7 separate regions of the Mus musculus genome follow, and all the other regions are linked to region 5. Evidence: chromatin contacts called from public HiCAR-type and promoter capture Hi-C data. All regions are on one chromosome and are shown on one strand. Each heading gives the region's core, a stretch centred on a gene start, on an enhancer-like site or on the middle of the called end of the contact. The rest is flanking DNA. Distances are from core to core; before and after follow the strand shown.

What was found. Promoter capture Hi-C pulls out the DNA fragments that hold promoters and counts their contacts. HiCAR-type assays count read pairs that join an accessible place to other places.
Region 1: a promoter capture Hi-C map of liver shows a contact between it and region 5, with 7 times the contacts expected there. The contact joins the promoter of Sec13 here to the promoter of Rpl32 in region 5. A contact is called at or near these places in 3 of 39 promoter capture datasets (liver and pre-B cells) and 1 of 115 datasets of contacts at active chromatin or transcription factors (astrocytes).
Region 2: a promoter capture Hi-C map of the HPC-7 cell line shows a contact between it and region 5, with 4 times the contacts expected there. The contact joins the enhancer-like site here to the promoter of Rpl32 in region 5. A contact is called at or near these places in 14 of 39 promoter capture datasets (the 3T3-L1 cell line, 3T3-L1-derived adipocytes, the C10 cell line and 10 more) and 4 of 115 datasets of contacts at active chromatin or transcription factors (embryonic stem cells and pro-B cells).
Region 3: a HiCAR-type map of astrocytes shows a contact between it and region 5, with 6 times the contacts expected there. The contact joins the promoter of Fancd2 here to the promoter of Rpl32 in region 5. A contact is called at or near these places in 1 of 39 promoter capture datasets (liver) and 1 of 115 datasets of contacts at active chromatin or transcription factors (astrocytes).
Region 4: a contact with region 5 is called in a promoter capture Hi-C map of pre-B cells, with 5 times the contacts expected there. The contact joins the promoter of Csgalnact2 here to the promoter of Rpl32 in region 5. A contact is called at or near these places in 3 of 39 promoter capture datasets (hippocampal neurons, liver and pre-B cells).
Region 6: a contact with region 5 is called in a promoter capture Hi-C map of pre-B cells, with 2.2 times the contacts expected there. The contact joins the promoter of Brk1 here to the promoter of Rpl32 in region 5. A contact is called at or near these places in 2 of 39 promoter capture datasets (embryonic stem cells and pre-B cells) and 1 of 115 datasets of contacts at active chromatin or transcription factors (astrocytes).
Region 7: a contact with region 5 is called in a promoter capture Hi-C map of the C10 cell line, with 3 times the contacts expected there. The contact joins the promoter of Tatdn2 here to the promoter of Rpl32 in region 5. A contact is called at or near these places in 3 of 39 promoter capture datasets (the C10 cell line, liver and stem cell-derived epiblast-like cells) and 1 of 115 datasets of contacts at active chromatin or transcription factors (embryonic stem cells).

Annotation. Positions count from the first base shown.
Region 1 is chr6:113,738,750-113,742,237 of GRCm38.p6, reverse strand. It overlaps Sec13 (SEC13 homolog, nuclear pore and COPII coat complex component), which reads left to right and starts at 1,557. Exons shown (of 9, transcript NM_024206.4): 1 at 1,557-1,593. The coding sequence starts at 1,591.
Region 2 is chr6:117,886,243-117,889,803 of GRCm38.p6, reverse strand. No RefSeq gene overlaps it. Among named protein-coding and RNA genes, the nearest start is that of Gm38883, 7.0 kb to the right of the region's middle. Within about 2 kb of position 1,598, at least 31 of the 459 cell types and tissues checked have an H3K27ac peak or open chromatin away from gene starts, as enhancers often do. A contact at or near this core is called in the HPC-7 cell line, where this site is marked.
Region 3 is chr6:113,529,953-113,533,056 of GRCm38.p6, reverse strand. Fancd2 (Fanconi anemia, complementation group D2) reads right to left here and starts at 1,375. Exons shown (of 44, transcript NM_001033244.3): 1 at 1,309-1,375. It overlaps Emc3 (ER membrane protein complex subunit 3), which reads left to right and starts at 1,419. Exons shown (of 8, transcript NM_175101.3): 1 at 1,419-1,729. The coding sequence starts at 1,575.
Region 4 is chr6:118,137,816-118,141,231 of GRCm38.p6, reverse strand. Csgalnact2 (chondroitin sulfate N-acetylgalactosaminyltransferase 2) reads left to right here and starts at 2,092. Exons shown (of 8, transcript NM_030165.3): 1 at 2,092-2,209.
Region 5 is chr6:115,807,178-115,810,314 of GRCm38.p6, reverse strand. It overlaps Rpl32 (ribosomal protein L32), which reads left to right and starts at 1,572. Exons shown (of 4, transcript NM_172086.2): 1 at 1,572-1,617; 2 at 2,413-2,513. The coding sequence starts at 2,418. Snora7a (small nucleolar RNA, H/ACA box 7A) reads left to right here and starts at 2,212; the gene lies at 2,212-2,340.
Region 6 is chr6:113,603,395-113,606,600 of GRCm38.p6, reverse strand. It overlaps Brk1 (BRICK1, SCAR/WAVE actin-nucleating complex subunit), which reads right to left and starts at 1,829. Exons shown (of 3, transcript NM_133937.1): 1 at 1,705-1,829. The coding sequence starts at 1,822.
Region 7 is chr6:113,695,651-113,699,123 of GRCm38.p6, reverse strand. It overlaps Tatdn2 (TatD DNase domain containing 2), which reads right to left and starts at 2,074. Exons shown (of 8, transcript NM_001347356.1): 1 at 1,523-2,074; 2 at 1,007-1,417. The coding sequence starts at 1,411.

The DNA.
Region 1 (3,488 bases), core at 308-2,807, 2.1 Mb after region 5:
CAACATTTTTCACTGGAGAAAAGCAAGGCTCAGAGAAAAAGAACTTGGCCCGATCAGTTGAAGGTTAGTGATGCAGCTACAGAGGGGCCTGCACCTCAAAGAACAGAAGGCCAAGGAGCCCCCTCAACTTTCTTTTCTGTTTTACCCTAAGTATCGCCTCCTCAAATCCCTGTAAAAGTTCTCCATTGGAGGAGGAAAGAGATCTCAAAGGCACTGTGGTGGTGATAGTGACAGCCAGGGGTGAGGGCGGTGTCATGATATAAGGCTGCCACTCTCCAGGCCCCTCTCCAAAAAGCCTTCACACTCCTTGAGTCTTGGCATCTTGCTGGTAGCTATCTTCAGCCAAGGTATTCAATCCCAGTTTCAACATACGACCAGAAAGATTTTTTTTTTCAAGACAGGGTTTCTCTGTAGAGCCCTGGCTGTCCTGGAACTCACTCTGTAGACCAGGCTGGCCTTCAATTCAGAAATCTGCCTGCTTCTGCCTCCCAAGTGCTGGGATTAAAGGCATGCGCCACCACTGCCCAGCAAAGGATTTAGCTAATGGGAGTGGAGGTTCTACTCTGGGCCACTTGGCTTCTAAGTGTGGTGGGGAAATGTGACCACGTGCATCTGAGGAGCTGCCCTGGGGCTCTGTGTTCCCCTTTCAGTGCTGTGTAAGCACCAAAGCTAAAAACAAGAGTTTGGGGAGGTTCCAGTTGTTCTCCCTTGAAACAGTCAGACTCCCAGGGACTTGAGACTCTCTGCTTGCCATCCCTTAAGAAAGCTGGTGCATTTTTGTATACTATCATATCAACTAACAATGAAGCTTTGACTTCTTCCGTTTCAATTTGTATCCCCTTGATCTCATTTAATTGTCTTTTTGTTCTAGGTAGAACTTCAAGTACTATGTTGAATAGATAGTGAGAGAGTGGTCAGCCTTGTCTTGTCCCTGAATTTAGTGGAATTGCTTTATCCATCAACGTAATTTACCATATAAACAAACTGAAAAAAGCCCACATGATCATCTCATTAGATGATGAAAAAGCCCTTAACAATATCCAATACCCCTTCATGTTAAAAGTCTTAAAGGGATTATGGATACAAGGACCATACCTAAACATAATAAGGCAATATACAGCAAGCCAATAGTCAACATCAAATTAAATGGAAAGAAACTTAAGCAAGACCTAACAAAGCACTAGCCCAGTCTACTTGAGAAATTAACCTCTACGATGGTCATGATAAGCCAGTGGGACCCGGAACCCGCAGAAAAGGAGAGTGAAGCTATAATGACTAGTCATTTTATGTATGCATCTCAGGAACCAGAAAAAACTTAGTCTAAATAAAAAACCTGCTAGCGACGGCTTCAAATCATAAAATCCCTGGATTAGGGTCGCCACAGCAACCAGAGCCCAACAGTAGCCAAGATAAAGGCAGAACTGCAGGAGGGCGGGGCCGAGGATCCAGAAGACGCGGAACCTTTGTGTGAGTCGAGTGTGTTGCTGACCGGAAGATCCTGGGTGACAGCCTGCCGGCTGCGGGCCGGCACCGGAAGTGAAGCGTTTTGAGCTGCCACGTCCGAGGCCGTGGGTCGCCGCTGCTGCAGCTATGGTAAGTGTCGCGATCCCTGCGATAGTCGTGGCTTTGAGACAGACCACCTCTACGTCCTCAAAGTTTGCTTGTCCTGCCTCTCTCTGGGTCTCGGAGCGGGAATTTAAGGCAAGGCCACTGGGCCTTCCGGAACTCATAGGCCCGGGCTGCGAGCCCACCTCCTGCCCGTCTCGTGTCTTGTCCTCCAGAATTGGAAAAACAGCCAAAGCTATCATAGGATCTACTGCCTGACAAGCCCTTAGTGCGTTCCCACGATCGCTCACATCCTCTGCCTGCGCGTAGCCTGCGGAGCAGATGCTACTATCATCAACACTTGGGCTAGGCAGTGGCAAGCTAAGATCCAAATTCTCCTCATCATTCGCCCTGCCACCCACTACCTCAGCAAAGGAGGTGGAGGGATCAGTTGCTTGGACACAGGACTCCCATGTGTGATGGTCCCTTCGGGAAACTGATGACAGGCCTAGCTGAGTGACTCCAGGGCATCGTCTCAGCTTTTTATTTCTGTTTCTTATTTTTGAATTTACATGGCCTCTGTGGTATGTCTTTCACCGCACCCCACTCCGTATAATACTAAGGGAATGAAACTCTGGAAGTCTTAGACCCTGGTTGGCGCAGCGGTGCAAGGAGCTGCCTCCTTCTGTTGGCCTTTGGCTCTTTTGTTGCCAAGTTGGAGACTCATACACAGGTTCATTCTAAGTTTGTACCTGGTGTGATTCTGATGAGCTGAACTGTTTTGAGTGCAGCTTCTTACTGTGTTCCAGCAAGCGCATAAGTGTCCTTATAAGATGCTCCGGAGGACTGCTCCAAGAGCTTTAAAATACATAGCATCCCAAAGTGTGGATCATAACCCATGGCTGCTGGTTAAGAATGGTCATAAGGATGCCAGCTTTCCAAAGTCCTGTGGGTCACCAATAGAAAATTACTTTTCCTTGAGCCAGTTGGGATTGTGGGGAATTCTTGGTCACATCACCCACCTTATATTGGTGTGTGTTGGGGGAGGGGGTTAGAGGATTAGTAGATAAGATTGTTGCCAGCAGTGTGGTTTTGGTAAGGGTGTTTTCTTCACTGCCACCTTAAATTGATTAGTTTTTCTGTTGACTATAATTGATTGCTCCTGGTGCCTCTCCAATGCTCACGGGAAAATGTCATTGTCTCCAGGCAGGTGCTGCTCCTCTTTCTCTAATCTTTGCCGACACTTTTCAGAGCATTTAAGATTCTCAAGGAAACACACTTACTTATTCAGTGTGTGCCTTCTGAATGCCTTGCCGCCGTACTCTCCCAGGGTCTACCTTTCTGAAAAAATAGCCCAGGCTGTTGGAGAATTCTTGATCCACCCTCTTGATCCTCCAGAGTGTTAAGGATCTGCAACACCACACCTGCCTTGAGGAGTCAGGCTTTGTAATTGCAAAGTTTGCACTGGGAAAGGTGACTTGTTGGAAATGGTGAGAAATGTCAGTCTCAAATGGAAGCTACCTTTTCAATCCACTTTTCTCTCCCAAGAATTTAATAGTGGATGAGAGAAGAAAAAAAAAAAGATGTGTGTCTTTGCTCTTTTATTAACTCAGTAGGTAGTTACTAAGTTCTTTCTATCTGTAAAAAACATTGTGCTAAATAACTTAAAGAGATTCAAAGCTGAGGTGTGTGATGGTGCCTACCTTTAGTCCGAGCACTCAAGGCAGAAGCAGATAAATCCCAGGGCTGGAGGCAGCCTGGTCTATGCAGTGAGTTCTAGGCAGCTAGACCTATTTACTAAGACAGACAGCGAATGCATCAAAGCTACAGATAGTTTCAAGGAGCTTACCTTCTCTAGCAGAGAAGTAGCATCAAGCTCTATAGCTGTCATGGCTGTTGTGTATGTAAGAGTTTAGCTAGTTGGGGATCAAGGGAGGCTGATT
Region 2 (3,561 bases), core at 349-2,848, 2.1 Mb before region 5:
ATCAGATTTCAATACGGATGGTTGTGAGCCACCATGTGGTTGCTGGGATTTGAACTCAGGACCTTTGGAAGAGCAGTTGGTGCTCTTAACCGCTGAGCCATTACTCCAGGCCCCTCCGCGCCCCCCCCCCCCCAAAAAAAAATCTTAAAATTCCAGGGCAGGTGGGAAGATGCCTCATCGGGTAAAGGCACTTGTGGCCAAGATGGACTGACCACCTGCATTTGAGCCTCAGGAGACATCTCCTAATGTATTACTCACCTTCTTCGGACAAGAGCTCACTTTCCTTGGACACGAGCAACTCGTTTTCTGTACTTCTCATCACCTCCTAGGTTCTTTTCTGTCTTTAATGTCCACTGGGGGCCCCAGAGAGGTGGCTCAGCAGTTAAGAGCTTGCGCTGCTCCTTTAGAGGACCTGAGCTCAATTCCCAGCAACATGTCAGGTGCCTGTAACTCAAGTTCTAGGCCAGAACAAAAATCCCTTGGTTATGCTTTATTGAATACTTTCTTTTTGAGACAGGATCTTCCAATGCTTCCCTGACTTGCCTAGAAGGCAATGTACTTATCCTCTGTCTCCTGAGTGACAGGACTGCAGGCATGCGGCAGGATGCATGGCCTGCTAAGTTTGTTGTATACAGTAATTTGGGCTCATTAATTTCTTTGGCCTCCTCATCTTTTCTATTGTGTGCATGCAGGGTGGCATACAGTGAGTTGCCTGAGAGAAATTCTTTTGTGTGTCTCCCTGATGTCACAACAGCAAGCCTGATAAAGCCCCCCCCTGGGGGGGTGTCTTTCTCTGCTCTTTTTCAGAAGCCTGTGCTAAACTGATAACACTCACTAAGAAAGAGGCAAAAAAAGAGCTGATATGCAAGGACAGTGGAGGCAGTGGAGCTGTGGTGGCCTGAAGGCTTAGGAGAGCTGGGGGTGGCAATTAGCTAGCTAATGAGAGCCCAAGTTCCTGCTTCACAGCTGAAGAGATCCTGATGGCCTCAAAGGCTGTCCCAACAGCCCATGCCTGCTCTCCCACCTGTTTGGGGTTTCTACAAAGCTCAGCGGGGCCTCCTCCTCAGCTCCCAGAGTGGATCACGGGCAGCCAGTGCTTCTGACTAAAGAGGACCCAGTGCTTCTCCCCAGATGTCTGCTCTCTGTCTGCTGCTAGGCTCTCAGGTAGCCCAGCTTGTCACCAGTGCCAAGTTTCCAAGCTCAGAGAGACATGGCAACTGCCATTGAATTGCTGAAGAAGCTGGGAGCCTCTCGTAGCAGTGTCCATGGTGGGTAGGTGATGCTGAACCCCACCGCCCTTCTCCAAGCCCTCTAGGTCCTGAGTGATACTGGGCTCGGAGGCTCACATCCTGGCTCCAGATTGCAGTCCCAGCAGAGAGGTATCACCACTGAGTTTTGTGGACAGAGCCAGCACAGGGTGTCTGTCCACTAAAGAAATACTAAACAATTTAAGAGAAACCAAGGCAGGAAGTTTTAAAAAAAAAAATTAAAGGAAACAGAAGGCAAGAAAGCAGAGAAGTGATAAGACCTAATCTGCCAAGGGTCAAGGGTCCTGGTAAGGAAAGTGCATGGAGATGGTAAGTAACACTGTCCTAACAGTAACAGCAGTTGCTGCTGCCTGCCTGCTTGTTCCTGTCTGCAGCAGAGGGGAAGGACAACTGTGGCAGGCTCGCATTTACAGAACTCCCTACCTGCTCCCTCCCTCCCTCCCACTTCTACTCAGGTGAAGGGAAACCACACACATGTAATCCCAGCATTGAGAAGGCTGAGGCAGGAGGATTGTGAATTTGAGAGCTGGCTAGGCTACGTAATGAGAGCTTGCCTCCACACTCACCAAAGTAAAAGGAAGGCAAAATTTCCAGCTGTAGTTGCAGTTGCCAGAAGTTAGTGGCCCATGCCTTCAATCCCAGCACTCTAGAGGCAGAGGCAGGCAGATCTCATGAGTTCAAGGCTAGCCGGATCTACAGAGTGAGTGCCAGAACAGCCAGGGTTACACAAAGAAACTCAGTCTTAAAACAACAACAACAAATGCATCCTTCTGTGTAGACACCACTTCATGTTCACACAAATTCTCTCTCTGTTTATATGTGTCTGTCTGTCTGTCTGTGTGAGTGTACCATTTGATCTTCTAGTCTGTGTGGAGACCAGAAGAGGGTGTTCTCTATCACCCTCCACTTGTTCTTTGCATCAGGGTCTTTACCAGAACCTGTGACTCCCCCCTCCCTTTTTTTGTAAACTCAAATGACCTCCTGTCTTTGCTCCATTGGGAGCTGGTACCACAGGCACGATTAGGACACCCAGTTTGTTACATGGGTCCTGGGATCTGAACTCTGGTCATAACCATCAAGCCATCTCTCTCCAACCACTAGTAAGCTTTGTTTGAGATGAAGTTTTGTTTGTGCCCAGGTGGTCCCTGAAGGCATTATCCCTGCCTCTTGCTGCTGGGATTACTGTGCCCCCAGCCCTACCACACTTGGTTTGATAATCTTTTTTTTTGTTTTTATTTTCCTTTTTTTTTTTCTTCGTTTTCGTTATTTCTTTTTTTGTTTGTTTGTTTGTTTCTTTCCTTTTTTTTGATAATCTTTTATTGGATGCTGGATTAAAAAAATTCCTATACATCTTCAGCTTTATTTGGGGGATATAATTAAGTTCCTTGAAAATGGCATGATCTATTTGGTCTTCATCACCTTTATAGGATTTGTTGGACAGGTTCATGACATTGCTTCATCTTGGGCTAATTATTGCACCAATGGGCCATGGTTTTAATAAACTTATGTACTGCTCAGTACATTCTCTGCTGTGACCTGAGTGAGGGTATATCAGAGGTTCATCAAGGTGGGAGCATGGCAGCATCCAGGCAGGCATGGCACAGGCAGAGCTGAGAGTTCTACTTCTTCATCCAAAGGCTGATAGTGGAAGACTGACTTCCAGGCAACTAGGTTGAGGATCTTATGCCCATACCCAGTGACACACCTACTCTAACCAGGTCACACCTATTCCAACAAGGCCACAACTCCAAATGGTGCCACTCCCTGGTCCAAGAATATACAAACTATCACAATAGTAGAGGTATTTTTTTTTTGGGGGGGGGGTGCTTTTTGTTTGTTTGTGGTTTTTGTTGCAGCTGTTGTCTGTCTGTCCTTCCTTTCTTCCTTTCTTTCCTTTTTCTTCGAGACAGGGTTTCTCTGTGTAGCCCTGGCTGTCCTGGAACTCACTTTGTAGACCAGGCTGTCCTTGAACTCAGAAATCTGCTTGCCTCTGCCTCCCAAGTGCTGGGATTAAAGGCGTGTGCCACCACCGCCCAGCAGTTGTTTTTCAAGACAGGATCTTTCTCTGTATCCCTGGCTGTACTGGAACTCATTCTCTAGACCAGGCTGGTCTCATATTCAGAAATCCACCTGCCTCTGCCTCCTGAGTGCTGGGATTAAAAGGGTATACCACCATGCCCTGAGATGTTTTAATTTTTTACTATTAATTTAAAAAAAATGCTCTCATGTCCGTGGTTGGCCTTGACCCCCTTTTGAGGCTGATGATAGATGACCCTGAGCTCCTGAATTCCCT
Region 3 (3,104 bases), core at 126-2,625, 2.3 Mb after region 5:
CCCAGAAGTGAAGTTACAGATAGTTATGAGCCACTATGTGGGTGCTGGGAAAGGAGCCGAGATTCTCTGCAGAGCAGCAAGTGTTCTTAACCACTGAGCTATTTTTCTAGTACGTATTTATTTTTAAGACAGGATTCCACCATGTAAATTGGACTGGCTGGTCTACATAGTTACCAGTTACATTCTAGGCCAGCTTCAGATATACAGTGAGGCCCTATCTCAATAACCAACAAACAAACAACCTTGTCTTATATGCTCTAATTATAATCTACATATTTCTCACATGCTAACTTAAGAAAGATACCATTACTAGTCTCCTAATCAGGGGAAGGGCTGAGGTTCTAACTCTAAAAAGTCTGGTTCCAGAATCTGTACTCCTTGTTTTGTTCATTTATTTTTGGTTCTTAGACAGGCCAGAATCTGTGGGTTTTGTCTTACTTTCAACTTCTAGGGTCTTGTGTAGCTGTTTGGTCTTGAACTCATACATAGCCAAAGGCAACTTCTCCTGCCTCCACCTCCTAAAAGCCAAGACTATGGGCTATTATTATTATTACTGTTTTTTATTTGGTTGGTTTTGTTTTTTTGTTTTGCTTTCTTTTGTTTGAGACAGGGTTTCTCTCACTCTGAGGACTGGCTGACCTTGATCGAACTCAGAGATCCAACTTCCTCTGTCTCTCAAGTGACACCACCACCCAGCTTCTCTCTCTCTCTCTTTATTTTTCTGTGTATACAATGTTCTGTCTGCACATCAGAAAAGGGTATCAGATTTCATTATACATGGTTATGAGCCACCATGTGGTTAAGGGGAATTGAACTCAGGACCTTTGGAGAAGCAGCCAGTGCTCTTAACCTCCAAACCATCTCTCCAGACTAGGGCAATGGTTTCTATTAAGGATTAACGTTCCTGGGCTGGTGAGACAGCTCTGGGATTAAGAGCGTTTACTGCTCTTGCAGAGGACCCAGGTTCAGTTCCCATTCAAACATGCGGCTCAAAACTGCCTGTAACTCCAGTTCTAGGGAATCCTGCGCCCCTTCGGGTTCCTATATGCATGTGGTGCACATAAACACAGAAGGTCAAATCATACATATACATTAAATAAGTCTTGCCAAAAAAAAAAAAAAAAAAGCCTCAAAAACTAAAAACAGGTTCAAATTTCTTATTATACGAGATTTCTTATTATGCGTTTCCTACAATAATATGTAATCACTGACAGCCACTTTTCAGAGGGAAACACTAGAACAAGTCAGGGCCGTCTGACTTCGGAGAGATACCATCTCGCTCCCAGGAAAGCCTAAAAAGCCACTAACCTGGGGACCCGCCAGTTGCTTCCCTTCGTTTTCGACTTTCCCGCTAGAAGAACGGCGCTCTGACGCCATCAAAGCCGCGCCGTGGCGTGACGTTACTCGCCCGCACCGGAAGTTGACGGCCTGGCGGCCCAGCTGGAAACAGTGCGCGGAGAAAGCTAGGCTGCCCCAGATTCCACGCCAGCCAGACTGAGGGGCGGGTGAAGGCCCGGAGCCGAAAGCCGGGAGGAACCCAACTCCTCCCGACCCGCAGCGAACTCTCAGCGAAGATGGCGGGGCCCGAGCTGCTGCTTGACTCCAACATCCGCCTCTGGGTGGTCCTGCCCATCGTTATCATCACTTTCTTCGTGGGCATGATCCGCCACTACGTGTCAATCCTACTGCAGAGCGACAAGAAGCTCACCCAGGAACAAGTGTCTGACAGGTCAGTACCCTCACCCTATCCTGCTGACCTCACTCCCGGGTGACCTTGGTCAAGAAAGTGCAGGGATTGATTGTATCACTTTAACTGAGTTTTCATCGCGCCCCTACGGGTTGACCTTGGCGGTTAGCTGTGTTTCATTTTTGTCAGTAAAATGGGAATAATCTCAGTACCTACCTAATAGAGAGAGCAGGCATGTAGATGTTAGATTGGATGATACCTAAAAGCCTTTAGCCCAGGGCCTTGCATGTACTAAGTGTTTAAGAAAACGTTCTTAATATTGTTAGGCTAGTTGCCAACCGTCAGTGAGGTTCTCTCTGAACTATCCTGCTCCATTCCGTTATTAAGAGTACCCACTGAGAGTCAGATGCAATATTCCCTTGAGTCCTGCTAACATCCAGGCAAGTGAATTTCATAATCTACACTACCAAAGAACTGTAGTGATCTGCTGAGATGCTAAGGTATAAAGTGCCTCCAAAGCTTGGAGACTACCACAGAGACGTGTGAGGAGTTGCGATGGACCATTCCACCTGCCTCCTCTCCTCACTTGCCTTCTTACAGTGCTTTTCTGTGGGAGACAGAACTTTGACATAACTTCAGCCACTTCACATTAAAATCAGTAACAGTTTTCAATCACTTATTCTAGTCATTTTCAGAGACTAGCTGAAGACAGTGCTGCTGGTTCCTTGACTTGTCCAGATCACATAGGAATCACTTTAATGAAGAGAAACGTTTCAAACGTTTCTGCAGAGAACAGAAAACAAAAACCAAAACAAAACAAAAACCTCATTTTGCCGGGCGTGGTGGCACACACCTTTAATCCCAGCACTTGGGAGGCAGAGGCAGGTGGATTTCTGAGTTCAAGGCCAGCCTGGTCTACAGAGTGAGTTCCAGGACAGCCAGAGCTATACAGAGGAACCCTGTCTCGAAAAACCAAAAAAAAAGAAGAAGAAGAAAAAAAAAAAAAAAACCTCATTTTATCGTATTTAAAAGTTACTTTCTTTTTGTGGCAAGTAATACTGGATTTCCATTTGCTGGTGATTTAAAGATCACCTTAAATTAAAAACACTTTAAAAAAAAAAAGATTTATTTTATGTATGTGAGCACACTGTTGCTGTGTTCAGGCACACCAGAAGAGGGCATCAGATCTCACTATAGATGGTTGCAGCCACCATGTGGTTGCTGGGATTTGAACTCAGAACCTCTGGAAGAGCAGTCAGTGCTCTTAATGGCTGAACCATCTCTCCAGCCCTAAAAACACTTCTTCTGCAATGAGGCTGTGATGTAACTCAGTTGGGTACAGTGCTTGGACAGCTGGCTTTGAAGCCCTGGGTTCCTTACCCCAGCATAAGCCAGCTATGGCAGTGTAAGCCTGTAA
Region 4 (3,416 bases), core at 843-3,342, 2.3 Mb before region 5:
TCAGAGAGGACAGCGTTTGCCTGACTTTCACTTCCACATCAAAGGCCATCATCACTAAGTCAGAGAAGTAACTCAGCTAGGAACGTGGATACAGGAACTGAGACTGGAGCTGCAGAGAAAGCGGCTTACTCCCTTGATTTCCATGCTTTCTCAATGTACAGTCTTATACAACCCAAACCGCTTGTCCAGGGGTGGTGCCACTCACAGTAGCCTGGGCAGTCCCGCATCAGCACTTCATCAGGCCAATCTTCTGCAAGTCTTCAGCTGACGATCTGTTTGTGTCAAGGTGACAAATGACAACAAGCACAACCTAGACTATCTTCTGCCTTTTCATTTTCTCTCTGGGAACTGAAGAGCCAAACTGTAGGTTTGGGAAGAATTCAAAGGTTCAGATGAAGAGCTGGGAGACATGCCCACTGCCCAGTGTATGCACCACATAAAAAGTAGGCTCTGCCTGAAGTGTGATCTAGCCCAGCATCTGTGAGGCTAGAAAAGAAAGAAAAAAACGAAATGCCTGAAGTAGATGGGTTGCAGGGTTCTAAAAAGTGGGGTGTGCTTGAATTTGGTTACTGGGGACATTTATTTGTCTTTTTGGAGACTTTACATTCACAAGTTCAGTTAGAGCCCATGTTTGGTACTGAGATGCCAGAAACTGCAGGGGAGGTCTCTCTCATTCTTTCCGCCATAGTCCCCATCCTATTTAAAGTGTCCCTAAGGAAAATCCAAGCATCTCTATGGCTGAACATGAGTCTAGAGGGCACATTCGAAAGGTCCCTACATCTGTGGACTTTCTTTTTGTTTGAGATAAGGGCTCAATGTATATCCCAGGCTGCCCTGGAACTTACTAAGTAATCCAGGAAGGCCTGAAAAATATCATTTTTCTGTCTCAGCCTCATGAGTGCTAGGACTATAGGCAGATGTCACACCTGGCTTCTGGGGACTTCTCAGAAACTGTTAATGAAATGTCAAGTGTAACGTAGGCACACAGTAGATGTGGGCTTGGACTAACAGTGCCAAAGCTGGAGTCTGGCATCGTGGCTCGCTAAGATTTCAGTGAGGTGCCATTTATATCTACTTTATTAATACATTAGAGAATTTTTGCCTTATCTTGGAAATTTAGCAGTGCTGGGCACTTAACCATTTGCTAAAGGTCCCCATGTTCCAAGTCTCCTAGGAGAGAATTCTCCTGCCTCCCTGCACTCATACTTAGGACTGTGGCTGGTAGACAGCAGGCAGCTAACCCACGTGGACTGTCTTTTGTGATTGTACTAGAGAAGATGGATGTCTGAGGGGACTTCAAGGTGCGTCCTAAAGAAGCAGCTGTCCAAGGGAGACACTTTGTTCCTGACCACAGCTGGCTCTATTGGCTGACAGTTGTTGAGATATCTTCTGCCCAGATGTTCTCCTCTAATGCCACAAGGGAAATCCTGAAAACTTTAACGGTCTGGATCACCTACTTCTAAGATAGGCTTGCTGACTGCATATCCAGTCTCTTTCCAACTTTGCCAGTGTGTGCTTTTCTGAAAAGGCTAGACTTCACACACACACACACACACACACACACACACACACACACACACACGGTACTTTACATGCAGCAAATGGAATTATTTATTTTAAGTAAAAACACGTAAGGACCTCTTCAGTGTTCAGTACCGATCTTCCCTGAGCAGAAGGCATGTTGGCTATCCTCAGCCTCCCCGCTAGTCAGCTCTGCCAGGTTAGCACTTATGTGACGATTAGCCACATGCGTGTCTAGTTAAGTGTCTCTAAGGCATGATGTTCCCAGGCTATTTATCCCACAGGGCTTGAGCACCCATCTCAGTTGTTGTTTGTTTGTTTGTTTTTAGATGAATCAACTGTCATCTGTGGAGCTTTCTGTGCAGGGCACAGGACAGAAGAGGGAGGAATAGGCGTGTCCTAGCTGGAAAGAGAAAGGCCTGGCCCTGGAGGGCGGGACTTGGCAGTGTGGAGGGCGGAGCCCGGCTGCGGTGGGCTGGGTCTGGCCCTGGAGGGCGGAGTCTGGCTGTGGAGGGCGGGGCCTGACCGCGGAGGCGGGCGCGCCACAGCAACCCAGCCTCATTTCCCTCATTTCCTCGCGCGCGCCGGAAGTGGCGGTGCTCCGCGGCGGCGCGCCGGGCCGGCCCCGCGCAGGGCGCTGGCCAGGTGTGCAGGTCCCCAGAGGCGGCGACGCTGAGCGGCGGGCGCGGTGAGTACCGCCGTGTCCTGCCGCGCCTCTGGGCAGCGGCCGGTCCCCTCGGACGAGCCCTCCGGGACGCCGCTGGGCGCGGCGCTTCCTTGACGCGCCCTCCCGAGGCTGGTCCCGTTTTGGAGACCGCTGCTGCCAGGGACCGCTGGTTTGCGTGTCAGGTTTTTTTTTTAACCTCCTCGTCATCATCTCTGCTGAGTGGCTAAACTTTTTACTGTGGGGTTGAACGCGCCCACTGGCAGCAGCCCTCCTGCCTCTGACAAAACGCTCCCCTTTAAAAGATGCTCTTGGAGTAGGAATTGATGATCGCCGGAACCTGGATAAAAACCAAAAACGGAGAACTGTCAGAAGGACCAGATAGTTTAGAAAATTCCTGCATTTCTGAGCAACTGGCTGGGTAATTTGTCAAATACCACAGCGGTACTTGTGTTTGTGATGATGACATTGGCGGCATGACAGTTTGGTTACAAATCTAACGCTTTTCTTCTTAAGTCCTCATTAAATCTGAAGGTGTGCTTTAGCTTGTTTTTGAAATGTACATGCAGTGTCCTGACAGTTCATGCCACTGAAGGCCCCTGGGCCTTTAATACCTTGGGGATTAATGCCATCTCTTAAAGGTGCATTTAAAAAAGCACCTCTGATTTCCGAAGTAATAAAAAGGTGTTTTATGGCATAATATTCGGGAATATTTGCTACTATCTTTTTTAAATTATGTGACTAAAAGAATATAAAAAGGGTGTTGTGTTTTCAGTATATGAGGCTTAGAAGTGTTGATATTAAACAACCAGCTTTAGTTTCAGATAATTAAGAAATTACTGTTTATCCATCTACACTCCTTTTGTAGTGGTATAAAATATAAAAAAACGTCAACAAATGCATGAAAATGAACTGTCTGTGAATCATTACATGCTTCTTACCTTGTCTGCTGCTACACACATCAGATTTTAATTGTACAACATTCCCATAGTGCTCTGCTTCTTCCAAATAGGTTACCCCTGCTTCCCCATTAAGAGTTCTGACTTCTTTCATCAGCCATTAGTTTGGACTATTTTAAGCTTCATGTTAATGGAGTTAATATATAGTATTCTCAGAATATTGCTGTGGAAGTCACTGTTCGTGTTTTTTGATATGATATCATTCATATCATGGTATGGTGTTGATAATTCTTTCTTATAGTGTAATGTGCCATTCTGTGATGTGATTGTTC
Region 5 (3,137 bases), core at 323-2,822:
GACCCAGCCACTCCAGACAAGACACTCTACTTACCTGGGTCTCTACTCCCCTTTACAGCAAGCACAAGGGTTGGGGCAGCATACCCAATTCAGCATTTGTCCCCACCTCCTGGAGCCACTGTCAAGATCACCAGTGGCATCTCTTCTGTCTGAGTTTGTACAAAGTTTGAAAATTTTTTAATTTAGTCTGCTGGGCAGTGGTGACACCTTACATCTCAGCACTTGGGAGGCAGAGACAGGAAGATCTCCAGCCAGCCTGGTCTACAGAGTGAATTCGACCACAGTCAGGCTTACACAGAGAAACCCTGTCTTAAAACAAAACAAAACAAAACAAAGGGTGGGACTGGGGTGGGGCCTGGAGAGATGGCTCAGCAGTTAAGAACACTGATTGCTCTTCCAGAGGTCCTGGGTTCAATTCCTAACCACATGGTGACTCACAACCATCTGTAATGGGATCTGATGCCCTCTTCTGGTGTGTCTGAAGACAGCTACAGTGTGCTCATATACATAAATCTTTAAAAAATGAGATTTATTCTATGTGATTGAGTGTTTTGCCTGCATGTATGAGTATGTACCACATGCATGTAGCGCCTACAGAAAAGGGCATCTGATCCCCTAGGGCTGGTGTTAACAAGGTTGTGAAGCAACGCTTGGTTCCTGGGAACTAAATGCCAGTCCTCTGAAAGAGCAACAGTGCTCCACCAAGCCACCTCCCCAGCTCAGGTTTGGTTTTATTTCCTCCTAAGATTATAGAGTTTTCACAATGATCTGTAAAACAAAAGATAAGCAAAATAGACTAAACTCGACCTACCTCTGCTTCCCAAGTGCTGTTATTAAAAAATGTGCACCACCACACCCAGCCAATAGACTATTTTCTTAGCAATATTATCAACCTATCACTTTTTTTTTTCCGAAACAGGGTTTCTCTGTGTAGCTCTGGCTGTCCTGGAACCCTCTCTGTAGCTCAGGCTGGCCTCGAACTCAGAAACCCGCCTGCCTCTGCCTCCCAAGTGCGGGGATTAAAGGCATGAGCCACCACCGCCCGGCTAACCCATCACTTATTAATACATTAGGTACATACCATAAGTAGAGAAGATTTAAACATACAGAAGTCGCGAGGAGGCTCAGTAGCACTTCATAAGCAGGGGTTTGCACATCTGTATATTAGGAAGTTTTAGGACATTTGCTCAACCAACCGCCTAAGGATCTTCGAAGAGTCTCTGTTTTGCTACCTCCCAGCCTCAAGGAGGCACCCTCGGGAACCAACAATTTAAAAAGCTATTGGGCTTCCACTTAGGGCGGAAATAAATGCCCACCTAGCAGGTCTTAGCTCAAAAAAAAACAAAAAACCCAAATTTCTTAAGTAGTCCCAAGAGAAAAATAAATTTTAGTTCACTCTAAGATGTTAATGTCTACTACAGAACACTAGTCCACTAGGGTTTTTTTCAGTATCATTTCTCAGGCACATCTTAGTTTTCTTTAGAGGACCCAGAGCCGGAAGTGCTTCCCTTTTCTCTGCCAGGACCTAAGACTCCGTCCCATCATACCTTGCGCGCCGCCGCCGCCTCTTCCTTCTTCCTCGGCGCTGCCTACGAGGTGGCTGCCATCTGTTTTACGGTGAGTCTGTATCGGCGGCCATCCGCCGCCCGCGGCTTCGACGGGACCCCGTCTCCGGGTGGGGAGGCCTCGGCGGCGGCCTCCGCACCAGCGTGGTAGTGGCGAGCGCGCGCGGGCCTGGCCACTGGCGCTGCTCCGGAGTCTGCCCGGGGGCCGGCATCGGCCAGGGCGGGCTTGCTGCCATGCGGCCCGAGAGTTTCGGACGGCACCCGCCGCTTTCTGCTTAGCTTGTTAGCAGCCTTTTTCTGCGGCGAATCCGAAATCTTAAGTCAGGGAGCTGCCGCCGCTCGCCAGTGAGCAGAAATGCTTTCTGAAGCGCAAGCCCGGCGGAGCAGGTTGTCTGCGCGGGGAGCAGAGAAGGCACCCTTTGGTTGGTGCTCTGAGACGACCGGGAGGGACAGACGGACTGGTGGCGTGTTAGGAGTGCATGGTGGCTTTGCGTATTTAAGGGCGCAACACTTCAAACATAACGAAGCTTAGTGGAGCGGGATTTGCCGCTCCTTCGCCACCAGAGAGACCTGGCTGGGGTTCTGTAAGATCGGTTGCGGTTCTTTGAGGTTCGGAGTGGGTGAGATGAACCACTGACCTCTTGGGATCGCGTCTGGAGAGTAGCTAGTATTCTTCCAGCTTCGGAAGCAAGAGGGAGAGCAAGCCTAGCAGAGGTACCCATTCCATTCCCAGTTTGCTCGGTAGCTGGTGATTGGAAGACACTCTGCAACATTACTCACTGAAGGCCTGAGACGCAGCCCCACCTCCCAGTTTCTTTACTAACTTGGGTCTGACTTTTGTCAAAAGGCATCATGGCTGCCCTCCGGCCTCTGGTGAAGCCCAAGATCGTCAAAAAGAGGACCAAGAAGTTCATCAGGCACCAGTCAGACCGATATGTGAAAATTAAGGTATGTGGTTCTGGGGTGGGGGTTAAGACCTGAGCACACATTTCTCGTTATCGCTTGTCTCTGCATTTTAAAAAGTTCATTTTAAAGATGACACTTTGTTTTATATTTATGCGTTTGAAGGGCAGGGAGAATCACTTTAAGGAGTTGATTCTCTCCTTCCTGTCTTGTGGGTCCAGGTCAGATTTAGTTTGTCTGACAGCAGGCACTTTTAAGTCATCTCTGCACCCTGACCCTGTATTTTAAAGATCTTTGGGGTTTTGTCTGCACACCAGGCACATGCATGCATGGAATTGAACCTCTGGAAGAGCAGCCAGTGCTCTCAACTGCTAAGACCTCTCTCTGGGCCTGCAGATCACCTGTTGGCTGGATGGGCATGCACACCCAGCAGTTCAGCAGTTAACTGATCCCTCCTCCCTACTTAATTGCAATGGAAGATGATGTTGAAATTCCAGTGCAAGTGCTAGGGATGGAGCCCAGGGCCCTGTGCATGCCAGGCAGACACTGCTAACTGAGCTACACCTCGGCCTTTGGTGTGTGTTTTATGACATGACCCCCTTGAATTCTGTCCCCTTCCTGCACACACATACAAGAGCTGCCAGTTTGCACAGAGACTAACTTGCCTGT
Region 6 (3,206 bases), core at 580-3,079, 2.2 Mb after region 5:
GTGGCCTTTACCTGCCAAGCCATCTCAACAGCCTGAAAGAACTCTACATACAGAAAATGGATTAGTATTATTATTTACACTGATAGTCTCCCTTTATGTGTGTGTGTCATATCCCCTGGGACTAGAGCTATGGACCACTGTGAACTGCAACGTGGGTCCTGGGATTTGTACCTGGGTTCTTTGGAACTGCTTTTAACAGCTGAGCAATCTCTCGAGCCCTAGAAAATGGCTCATTTCTGTGGCTGTTCTGAGGACCAGGCTGGCCTCAAATGCATAGCACTCTTCCAGCCCTTGTCTCTCCAGTGCTAAGAGTACAGGTATGAGCCACCACATATAACAGGGAAGGGTTACCATGTTCCTCACTGCCAGCAGACCTGTGTAAGAACCAATTACGCCTGCTGATGTTTGCTTTGCTCTACCAGGCTGGACTCAAAACTCTCTATGAAGCAGATGACTTGGGAGTTCCTCCTGGTCCTCCTGCCTCTGCATCCTGAGTGCTGCTATTAAAGGCATGGTGTGTGGGTGCTAGGCCAATACTCTACAGACTAGGCATCCCCTGCCCCTTAATGATGCATTTCCAATTTCCTTTTTGTTCTCTTTTCTCAAAAAACAAAAACAAAACAAAACAAAAAACCCCCAACCAACCAAAAAACAAAACAAAACACAAAAAAAGGAGGAAAAAAAAGGAGAGAGAGAAAGAAAACTCTAAGAAGTGGGGGATGCCGGGGTCTTGTGCTTACCACTCAGGAGCCCAATCCCTGAACTACACCCCGTAATTGAAGCTACTGTTCGGTTACCTTCTATCATACTACTTAGGACTCATCGGGTCTTTAGCTAGAAAATATACGATTCACTTTAATTTTTTTCAAAATACAGCACTTTCTCCCCAAGATGCTGAAAGTTGCTAATTAGTAGAACCAAAGCACTCTAGTGAAAAAGATCACTGGATGCCATCTGCACGTCTTGTATTGTGTAAGAAGGTCCCTGAAAGAACCCTTCCGGAGACCATAAGAAGTCTGTAACAGGTTTTCAGTCCAGAAGGCTAGGAACGCACGCAGAAAGAAATCAAGACTGTCACTAGCCGGCCACACCTAGGAATAGTTTTTTGGAAAAGTGGACTCTGCTGAAACCATCTGCCCTGTAAAATCCGAGGAGCCAGACAGAAGCATCCAGAGCACCTACCATGAAGCAGATACAGGGCTAGAAAAGCCATTCCCAAGGCCCGAGCGGGCCCCATCCCTTACAACCCTCAGCACTAGCACCAAATCGAGCCGGGGATGAATGAACCTGCCGGGAGTGGTTAAACGGGAGCAATAGAAGGCATGACATCAAAGGGGTTCGGACTTCTTCCTGAAGGAGATGGACAACGAGCAGGAGTCTCTCAACAGTAAGCGCGACCGTGACCGTGACACGGCTGCGCACTGCCTGCCAAGTGAAGACTGGCACGGAAGCGCGGCGCAAACCGGGGCGGATGATGGATGGGCCTAAGAGGCTGGACAGTGGGCGTGCTGACGAGCGCAAGTGGGGCATGGCAACGGGCAGGGTAGACCCTCGGAAACGGCCCAGTGAGGCTCGGGGTGAGGGCACTGGGGCCGGCGGGCAGCCAAAGAGGAAGCGAGTAGCCAGGGCGGCGCGCCTCTCCTCCCCGCCGCCGGCCGCCTCCCAGGCCTCCCTCCTCCCAGCCTCCCCTGCTCGCCCGCTGACCGAAAGAGTTGAGAAAGTCTGAGATTTTCTTGATGCTGCTGGTGATGATCTCAATGTACTCCCGGTTCGCCCAGTCCTGGTGAATCTCCCGCTGCACCGGATCCTCTTGTCCCGCCATGGCGGCCGCCTGAGGAAGAGTGACTGCGCAGGCGCCGCGACCTCTACAGGCCTCCAGCGCGCCTGCGCCGCCAGCCAGTACCCGAGTGTTCGAGCCCCAGAAAGGGCTGGCAGAGCGACGCGCGTGCGCACTCTAATCCCTGCGCTCTAGCTTGGCTCCCACGCTGGGGTAAACAAGATTCCTCCACTCGCGATGTGAAGACTAAGAGCTACCCTGTCCCCGGTTACAAGCACCCGCTGACCACTAGCGGATCTTGTCGTTAGGGGGCGCCCACACATTCCCACCTCCGCCTAAGGGTTGCTCCAAGCTCTCTTGCACCTTGTTAGCTGTGATGGGCACAGTCCACGAATCCCGTTTATTCAGAATGCTTGTCATGCTTGGGTCACAACTCTGTTCATTCTCGTTTTCTTTTAAAATTTGTTGTTGTTGTTGTTTTTCGAGACAGGGTCTCTCTGTGTAGTCTTGGCTGTCCTTGTACTCCCTCTGTAGACCAGGCTGGCCTCGAACTCACAGAGATCAGCCTGCCTTTCCCTCCGGAGTGCTGAGATTAAAAATGTGGCCACCACCGCCAGGTTAAAATTATTTTATTCGTATTATATGTGAGCGCTTACGTGGCACAACACGCGGGCGGAAGTTACAGGACAACTTGCAGGAGTGGGTTCCTCACCTTCCATCTTGTGGGACTGAACACTCAGATCATCAGCTTCAGTGTCTTTATTGTTCGAGGTGTCCCACCAACTCTGAATCTCCATATTTACCAAATGAGCAAAATACTTTTCTTTCTTTCTTTCTCTTCTCTCTCTTTCTCTCTCTTTCTCTCTCTTTCTCTCTCTTTCTCTCTCTTTCTCTCTCTTTCTCTCTCTTTCTCTCTCTTTCTCTCTCTTTCTCTCTCTTTCTCTCTTTCTCTCTCTTTCTCTCTCTTTCTCTCTCTCTTTCTCTCTCTTTCTCTCTCTTTCTCTCTTTCTCTCTCTTTCTCTCTCTTTCTCTCTCTTTCTCTCTCTTTCTCTCTCTTTCTCTCTCTTTCTCTCTCTTTCTCTCTCTTTCTCTCTCTTTCTCTCTCTTTCTCTCTCTTTCTCTCTCTTTCTCTCTCTTTCTCTCTCTTTCTCTCTCTTTCTCTCTCTTTCTCTCTCTTTCTCTCTCTCTCTCTCTCTTTCTCTCTCTCTTTCTCTCTCTCTTTCTTTCTCTCTTTCTTTCTTTCTTTCTTTCTTTCTTTCTTTCTTTCTTTCTTTCTTTCTTTCTTTCTTTCTTTCTTTCTTTCTTTCTTTCTTTCTTTTTCCAAATCAGGGTTTGTCTGTGTAGCCCTGGCTGTCCTAGAACTCACTTTGTAGACCAGGCTGGCCTCGAACTCAGATATCCGCCTGTCTCTGCCTCCCGAGTGCTGGCA
Region 7 (3,473 bases), core at 825-3,324, 2.1 Mb after region 5:
CATTTTAGTATCAGTAGAAGAGTAGGGACCTTTGTTTTGCAGTTACTGAAGAACCTCACACTCCTAGAACACTGCCTGGCACTCAAAACCTGATGCAGGTCTGCTTTAGAAGCATCCCCCAATCTGCTCCAAGAACTTACAAATCCCGGTGTGTTTCCCCTGCGGAACTAGACTTGAGCTGATCTCCAAAGATAACTACTAATAAACTAAAAAAGTACCCAAGCCAGGTGTAGTGACATACACCTTTAAAGCAGGCAGGGATCTGTGGGATTCAGGACAGCTTGGTCTATAGGAGACCCTGTCTCAAAAATCCAAAACCCTGTTAACCAAACAGAGAATGCCAACATGCAGAAATCCACAACTTTGGTGAAAAGCCACACTAAGAGTCCATTTCCTGAGCTGCAATTCAGAGCGGTTCTAAGTACAAAGACCATTTAATTTTATTTTTAATTAAGTGCACGTATGTGGGTTAAGTGCACATGAAGATAGATACCCATGGGAGCCCGAGGAATGGGAGCTGGAATTACAGGGGCTTGTGAACCACCTGACCTGGGCTCTCAGAACCTGTGTCCTCCTTCAGCAGCTGTATGTGCCTTCTTCTCTCCAGCCCCAAGGGCAAACTCTATAAATTGACCGAAATCTACATCATCTTTCCTGGGCATTATTCCACCTTCCATTGTGCTGATCCTCCAGTTCCACTGTCCATTTACAATCACTCGAAGGTTGCAGAGATCCCTCCAAACTATCTATAATCACTCTCTCTGGGATGGCAGACCACAACCATTATCAGGCTTTCCTAGTAGTTCCAAATGCCACCAAGTTTGAAAACCCCCTCCATACTGAGCTCTACCCCTCAACACCCTCCCCCTCGCCCCCCCCCACACACACACCAGGCCCTCCACAGGAAAGATCTAATTTTTATTCTCTTCCCACCAAATGTCTTCTCTCCACCCCTCAAACCACGTGCAAGGGACTTCACTGTTTGCCAGACGTCGCTGCCACGTACCTTAACGCTACAAGCTTCCTTCCGTAGAGAAGCCATTTCTTCTAGAGAGGAGTGGGCAGGGTGCAGAGGGGACCCCTTGGACGTAAATAGTCTCCGAGGGCTCGCAATCAGGAAGCCAGGGGAAGCGGCCTCACCCACACCTGAGCCCGAAGAGAGAGAGGACGAAGAAGAGGAAGAGGAGGTGCGACGGCGGACTGAGCTCCGAGGAGCGCGGGCCACATCGTCCCCGCGCCGGACTTTCAGACGCTGGGGGCTGCTGGCCCCTCGAGGACGCGACGCACACCTGCGACCTGGCCGGCTGGAGGGGGCCACATTGCCGGGCTCCCGGGGGCGGCTGCGCTTGCTGGGACACCCTTCCGACGTGCTGCCCCAGTGATACTTGACCTTGCGCCGCTCCGACGCCATGGGCACCTGCCAGGGACAGAGGAACGACGATTGTAGCAGCAGCCTTGGCGGCTGCTCGCCTCACACCGCCGGGAAGCCGCTAGGGCAACGGCGGGAATCGGCCCCACTGACCTTTCCCGTTCCTGTCGTCTGCCCATTCCAGTGCTACGGGCTTCGGGGACGCCACAGCGCTCCGAGAAGCGTCCGCGGGCCGAGCGCCGAGCCCGAACAACGCGCAGCCCAAGTCCGCGAGCGCGGCTGTCAACAGCGCGCCACTCCCGAGACGCCGAGGCGCTTCCGGCGCGGCGCGGCGCGGTGCAGCGGTCTGCCTTCCGAAGCCCTGCGCGGGGGGCCGAGCGCGTGCGGAGCCGCCTTTTGGGCCGCACGCGCCCGCAGGCCCCGGACGCCAAGGGCGGGCCGCGGGCGGGGTGGCCGCTCGCCTCCCGCCGCCCCGTCCCGCCCCGGGCCTGAGGGAGCCACTGGCCTCCGGAGCCGCGCGCCGGAAGTCACCTCCGCTCCTCCAGCTGACCCGGCCCAGCGCCGCACCGCGCCCTCATCCAAGGCCTCGGCCCCGCCGCCTACTTCGCAACCTCGGCGTCAGCTCCGCGGAACCTGCCCAGCGGCCGGCGGCCGGCGTGCGGCAGGGGCGGAGCCGGCGTCAGGGACGGCGCCGATTGCTCCAACGGGAGAGGGGCGTGACTTCGGGCAAGACGGAGCGCGCCTGTTGGTCCGACGTTCTGGGGCGTGCCCCTACGCCTCACGAAGCTCTGTGGTTGGTTGGGAGCGATATGTGGCGGAGCTTCTCACGTGGCCCTGGATCCGCGCGAAGGGCCTGCTGGGGACGCCCGGGAGCCGAAAATACCGATGGAGGGTAACTTGGCGGGCCTCTTGGTACCGGACGCGCGTGCCAAACATTGTCACTCACTCACCTACTCACCCATCCCCCCTCCCCCTTTTTTTTTTTTTTTTAAAAAAAACAACGCAGGAAACTGTGGCTCGATAAAAACCAAGCGACACACCCAGAAAGTGACGGAATTGGGGTTAGCAGGCACAAGCCATACACACACAAAAAACAGAACCAGGCCTGCCGGATAGACCTGTAAAACCAACTGCTCAGGAAGAAGAGGCAGGACGATTGACAAAGTCCAGCCTAGACGTTTTAGAACCTGACTACAACTAAAAAAATTTTAATAGCGGGGGGTGGGGAGAACAGAGAGGTGCCTGAAGCAGCCATAGTAGCTCACATTGGTAATTCCATTTGGGTCGCTGAGGCTGGGGAACTGCTGAGTTCGAAGCCAGTTTGGGATAGCTAATGAGTTCCGATCAACCTAGGCTTCCGAGTGAGATCAAAAGAAAAGAAAAAAAAAGAGAGAGAGAGAGAAAGAAAAGAAGAGATATAACCCCACATCAAGAGAGCCGTAGGACAGAGGATCCAGAGTTCAAGGTCACCTCCTAACTTCTTGAGACCCTGTTTCAAACCTTCCCACACCAACCCCAGAAAAGGTAATGATTGCAGCTCAATAGCAGAGCACTTACAGGAGAAGCAAGCTTTTGATCCTAATCACCAAATTACCCAGGTGTCACACAAGTCTGTAAGTAATCGCAGCCCTCTGGAGGTGTTGGAGGGGAGGGTCAGGAATTCCAGACCAGCCTGTGACACTTAAAATGCCCCCGCCCCCCAGAACCAAAACAGTAAAGAAAAGAGTTTGTCCTACTACTTCATTCCCAGACTGCTCTTGGCCAACAGCTGTGGTGGCAAGAACTAAAGGCTCTCCACACTCAGCTGGCCTTCACTTTTTTTTTTTTTTTTAATTACCCAATGCAGGAGCCAAACCCATGGAATAGCACCTCCCATACTCAGAGTCTTCTGTCTTCAGTTCATCCTCTCGGTAAACTCCCTCCTAGTCACAGCCAGAGCATATCTAACTCCTAGAGGGTTGTTAACCCAAGTTCACAGTGAAGGTTAACCATCCCAGAAGCCATCTCTATTTGTTTGTGGGGTTTTTCTTTTTTTTTTGGGGGGGGGGGTGTCGTTTTGTTGTTTTGGTTTGATTTGATTCTTTCAAGACAGGCTCTCTCTGTG